Regions from separate parts of the Anas platyrhynchos genome. Here region 2 is linked to region 1. Evidence: chromatin contacts called from public Hi-C data. All regions are on one chromosome and are shown on one strand. Each heading gives the region's core, a stretch centred on a gene start, on an enhancer-like site or on the middle of the called end of the contact. The rest is flanking DNA. Distances are from core to core; before and after follow the strand shown. Region 1 overlaps LOC101801757 (sodium/hydrogen exchanger 2). Region 2 holds the start of BRWD3 (bromodomain and WD repeat domain containing 3).

Region 1 (2,700 bases), core at 131-2,630:
GAGAGAAAAATTTGTGAAGAAAGAACATTAATGCAGGCTTAATTTTTTTTTGTATATGTATTTTTTATTTTTGTCAGTAAATGGTATGCTCTGGGCATCCGCAGTCATTGGGATAATACTAAAAATCCTTTGCAGAGTTCAGAGTCCTCCTGAAGGAAACTCCAGTTTTCCAGGTGGACTGTGATAAGCACGAGGCTGAGGGGAAAAAAGAAAATTTACTACAAGATGACCTGATTAAATTTTATAGTCCTACAAAGTCCCCCAACCTGTCGCCAGTCACTGGTATCTGTTGTATTCCCCCAAATCAAAAATGTCTGGGGCTGGAAGAAAAGCCCTTCTCCAGGGGCTTTGTGGAATTTTTGGGAATACACCCCCTTGGCCCTGGCCAAGTCCCAGTCATCAGTGTTTACCAGTTCAGTGATGTTCCACTGCAGAATATATCTTACAATTGTGAGTTTGAGATAATCAATATATTAGATATATTTATGAGATATGTATCTATTTGCTCTTTTCGTTTGATGTGTTGCCGTCTTCTTTCCTGTTTTTCAGGGGTTCTTGTACTGACCTTCTTCGTGAACAGGTTTCATGTGAACACTGTCACCAGCAAAGACCAGTTCATTATAGCGTATGGGGGTCTCCGCGGAGCCATTTGTTTCTCTTTGGTTTTCTTGCTTCCTGACTTTCACAGAAAGAAGCTCTTCATTGCAGCAACTACTGTTGTCATCCTCTTCACCGTGTTTGTACAGGTAAAAATGCTCAGTCCAAAGGAATGAGAGATTCCTTTGCAGATGTAGAGAATGAGCATGATATATATATGTTTTTCAGCTGAATAACCAGTACTAAGCTATTAGATCTGATGCACAAGCTAATGGATAATCTGTAGTTATTTTATGACGATTCAGCAGTAAGGGGATTGTGCTATCTCTTCCACTGGAAAAAAATTTGGGTGTGTTTCTTGTTATAAAAGCCAGGAAAATCAACAGTAAATGAAGTCATAACACATATGATTTATTTGCTTTTTTTTTTTTTTTTTTTTTTTTTTAACTGAGCATTAATGAGCATTAAGCCTTGTTGCTTTCTGCTTTCTCTTTTGGCTGTAGCAATTTCTTCAGTCATATTGCAGAATCACAACAGTGATTCTTGCACAGAAACCTTCCTCTTGCACCCACGTTTTTGCACAGCAGTTGCTGCTTTGGGTCCGCTGGATCTCGAAGAGGGAACAAGTTTTGCTAACGAGGGAACCTCATCTTGCTAACGGGGTCCCAACACAAGCGTGCAGAAGTTCCTATCAAAACTCCTCTGTGCTGGGATTACCCTGTGCATGCATTTCTGTGGCTCTGCCAGCAGTGCTGTGGTGGCTTTGTTTGGCGGATCCCGTTGGGTCCCGGGTGCTGTGCTCTCCTTAGGGCCACGCTCGGCATCACCCTGACACCTGGCGGTGGCACAGCTCCGCGGGGCCTCCCGCTGCCCAGGAGCAAGCCTCCAACTCCCAGGCTGCTGCAAGGGTTTCCCTGAAATAACTCCTTTCACTTCACCACTTAAATGCTGTCGTGTCCAAATGAGGATGCAGCGGAAAAAATTGGGGTCGTCTGGTCCCGAAGCGAGCGGGGTCAGGCATGTGATGCTGAGCAGGGTGCTGAGCGGGGCTGCCCTCCTGCCGCCCCCCTCACACCCCGAGCCCCTTCTCCTGCCCTGGAGCAGCTGCTGGGCCTGCAGGAGGTGTCGGGTCAGGGCGACAGCTGCCGAGCATCGCCCCGCCGCACCGAGCCCCTTCTGCTCGGCCCCCTGAGCGTGGGTGTTGGGCTCCTGAGCAATGCAGAGGGGGCCGTGTTTGTGCTGGGGTCGACTCAGGGCTTCCCCACGTCCTCCTAATCCACATCATGAGCCAAAAATTCCTCACAAGTGTGACGTGCCCATGGGCTGGGAGCGGGGTGCCGCAGGGCAGCTGCACTGGGCCCAGCTCGCAGGGCTCCGCTGCGGGCTGAAAGGGGAGAGCAGGGGCCAGGGGGTGGGGGGAGCGCGGTTAGGTGGAGGGTGACAAGTTTTAAGATGCAAATGTGGGTCAGAAATTGAAAAGATACGGTCACTAGGCACGTCCGCTCATGCAGAGACGCTCTTGAGCCTCAGACAAAGGTTGTTCTAAGGCAGCAGCTCCATTCTGCAGAGCCCTCGGAAAATCCTTCCCAGGACCGGGAAAGGGCCTTTGTGTAACCTCAAAGCTCGGCTGGTGATGTCATCTCCGTGCTAAAGGGTGAGAGTTAAACAGGGTCCCCCGCGGGTTCGTGGCAGCGGGGCGACCCCTTGACCCGCAGCCATTCAGCGGGGGCACAGCCCCTGCTAAGGCAGGCTCGGCGCGGGCTCCAGGTACCCGCAGTGTTGGGCCGCCGAGGCCACCACAAGAATAATGGGATGAGGGAGTAAATTTGCTCAAAAACTGAGACAGAAGTATATTGCTGCAGCCCAGCACAGAAAACATAAGCAAAAAATACAGATGCAGGTATTAAGGTGAACCACCAGAAAGGCGGATTTATAAATGAGTCCTGCAGCTTCAGAAGCCACTTCATTTTCTTGGAAATGTTGACGATACTGTCTGAAAAGCCTTGTGCCATGCAGACTAACAGCCAGCGGTAGGGCTTGTCCATACATGGGTCTGTCGGTGCTTTATATAGCCCAGGAAACATGGCTATTTTGGTCTTTCTA
Region 2 (2,700 bases), core at 33-2,532, 89 kb before region 1:
CCCCCCCCCCCCGAGGGGGCTCCCCCGGCCCCCCTCAGGCCCGGCCCCGCCGCCGCCGGCCCGGCCTCACCTCCACCCCCCCCCCCCAACCAGTTCCTCCGCCGCCCCGCAGCCAATCAGCCGCCTCGTTACATCGCCGCCCGCCCCGCTCCGGCTTGTAAGGCGCGGCGCCATTCGCCGGGCAGGGCTCCGGTACGTGCCCTCAGATAACCCGCCCGGCCCCACAATGGGCACCCCCGGTACCCCCCCGCTGCCCCCATTACCCCCCGTTGCCCCCCCGTTAAACTCGCACACACCCGTCCTGGCCCCGTTCCGAGCCACAGCCCCGTGGGGCGCAGAGCAGCGTGGGGGGGGTCCCGGGCTGAGGACATGGGGTGGGGTGGGGGGGCACAGAGCCGGTACCGGAGGGTTTTGGGGTTTTTTGGGGTGTGTGGGGGGGGGTTTATGGGGTGTGGGCTCACCAGGTCCTCGAAGCTCCGCCGGTGCTCCTTGCCCTGCCAGTCCAGGCGCCGGGGGATCAGCTGCGGGGAGGGACGGGGGCGGCGGTCAGACCCCTCCCTGGGGGGATGGGGGGGGGGGGGGGCAGCTCCGAGCCCCCCCCATACGGCTCGGGGCAGCCCCCCAAAAGGCTCAGCCCGGCCCTCCCGGCCGTGCTTCGCCCCCCACACCCCATCCCATCCTGGGCACCGGGGCTGTGCCGTGCCGGGACAGCTCAGCCCCCGGCTGCCCCTTACCTGGTGCTCCTCCAGCTCCTCCACCAGCACCTGCGGGGACAGGGCAGCGGCACACAAAGGGCGTGAGGCCGGACACCCGCAGCACCCCGGCTCCCCCCCCCCCCCCACCTCCTCCCCACCTCCTCACAGCCCTCCCGCTGCCCTCCTGCCCCGTCCCGTCCCGTCCCGTCCCGTCCCCGCCCGGCCCGGCCGCGCTCACCTGGGCGGATTTCTTGCAGGGCCCGGACTGCAGGAACCTGGCGATCAGGTAGTAGAGCTCTGAGGGAAGGAGGAACAAGGAGGGAGAAGGGGACGCGGTTACAAAGCAACCGTGCAGCCACCGAGCCCCCCCACTCACCCCCCAGCCTCCAGCGCTACCCACCGGCTTCCAGCTGCGTCGGGGCGGCCGCTGCCGCCATCCTCCGACGGAGGAGGAGGAGGCCCGGGGGAAGGGGGGGAGAAGGGGCAGCGGCGGGTGTCTCCCCGAGGTGTCGCCGCTCCTCCTACAGCGGCCGAGCCCCTACGGGCGAGCCCCGGTGCGCGGCCGAGCCGCTCGCCCCGCCGCGGCTCCCCGCCGGCTTCATGGCAGCGCCGCCGGCCCCGCCGCTCTGCCCGGCCCGCAGCGCACAGCGGCCCGCAGGGAGCCCCGCCCGCCGCACGGGGGCGCTGCCGGGAGCCTCCCGCAGCCGGGGAGCGCCCAGGCGGAAGGACCGGGCAGGGGAGGACCGGGCATGGCCTCGCTTCCTCCCTCCCCCCCCCGGTTCCTCCCCCGGTTGCTCTCCCGGTTTCCTCCTCCTCCTCCCCTCACGGTCCCGGCCCGGGTCGAGGGCCTCCGGGGTGCCCCGGAACGGAAAGGCCGCGGGTAGCCGGGGTGTGCGGTGGGCCGTTGGTGTGAGGCGAAAATAAAAGAAAATAAAGAAAATAATAAATATAGGTTTTAAAATAAAGAAAATAAATCACAGAATCACAGAATTTCTAGGTTGGAAGAGACCCCAAGATCATCGAGTCCAACCTCTGACCTAACACTAACAGTCCCCACTAAACCATATCCCTAAGTTCTACATCTAAACGTCTTTTAAAGACCTCCAGGGATGGTGACTCCACCACCTCCCTGGGCAGCCCATTTCAATGCCTCACAACCCTTTCGGTAAAGAAGTTCTTCCTAACATCCAACCTAAAACTCCCCTGGTGCAACTTAAGCCCATTCCCCCTCGTCCTGTCACCAGGCACCTGGGAGAACAGGCCAACCCCCACCTCTCTACAGCCTCCTTTAAGGTATCTGTAGAGAGCAATAAGGTCACCCCTGAGCCTCCTTTTCTCCAGGAAAGAAAATAAAGAAAATAACTGTCCTGAGTTAGGCTCGCTAAGTCGTTTTCTCTCTTATTCTCCATTTCATCCACCGTACATGAGGCAAAACGTTGGGGGACAGGGCCCACAAGCGCTCCTGTGCACCTGGCAGGAACCAAACGGGAGCTCCCCCAACAAACATAAAGGTGCCCAAAACAAATTAATGCATTGTGGATACCCAGGAATTGCCTTTCTGTGCTTGACTGAAACGTAAATAGGAACTTTTAGCCATCGGTACGCGGCACCCGCTGTTACCAGAGTGTCATCGCCTCAGCACTTTAAGGCAGGGATGGACGCCCAGAGGACGCAGCCCTGCCAAGGTTACAGGACGTGGGGCGGCTTTAGGAGCCAAATCCTGATTGTTTCCTCCCACTGTCCAGGAAATAAAGACATGACGGTGAGGCATGTGCTCTTGCCAAAGAAAAAAAGGCACAATATTGACCCCTGTAGATACTCCTAAGGGAAGCAAGTCACTTTTCCATAGGAAGCGTCCTGTCAAAACTTCAGAAATCTATCCCACTTCAGAGATAAGTTGCTAAAACACTGAGTGAATGGACAACATTCCTTAATGTCAAATTGCTTTTTGCTGCCATAAAGACCTGGCATTCAACGGTAGAGTTTCCTGAGCCTTGGCAGTGTA

What was found. A called contact is a pair of places that touch in the nucleus more often than the background predicts.
Region 2: a contact with region 1 is called in a Hi-C map of skeletal muscle, with 2.0 times the contacts expected there. The contact joins the promoter of BRWD3 here to the enhancer-like site in region 1. A contact is called at or near these places in 3 of 8 Hi-C or Micro-C datasets (skeletal muscle and subcutaneous adipose tissue).

What each region holds. Positions count from the first base shown.
Region 1 is chr10:23,090,176-23,092,875 of IASCAAS_PekinDuck_T2T, reverse strand. LOC101801757 (sodium/hydrogen exchanger 2) reads left to right here. Exons shown (of 13, transcript XM_038184632.2): 6 at 550-746. Among named protein-coding and RNA genes, the nearest start is that of SH3BGRL, 52 kb to the left of the region's middle. Within about 2 kb of position 1,380, at least 2 of the 8 cell types and tissues checked have an H3K27ac peak or open chromatin away from gene starts, as enhancers often do.
Region 2 is chr10:23,179,527-23,182,226 of IASCAAS_PekinDuck_T2T, reverse strand. BRWD3 (bromodomain and WD repeat domain containing 3) reads right to left here and starts at 1,282. Exons shown (of 40, transcript XM_038184198.2): 1 at 1,096-1,282; 2 at 934-992; 3 at 735-764; 4 at 462-521. The coding sequence starts at 1,132.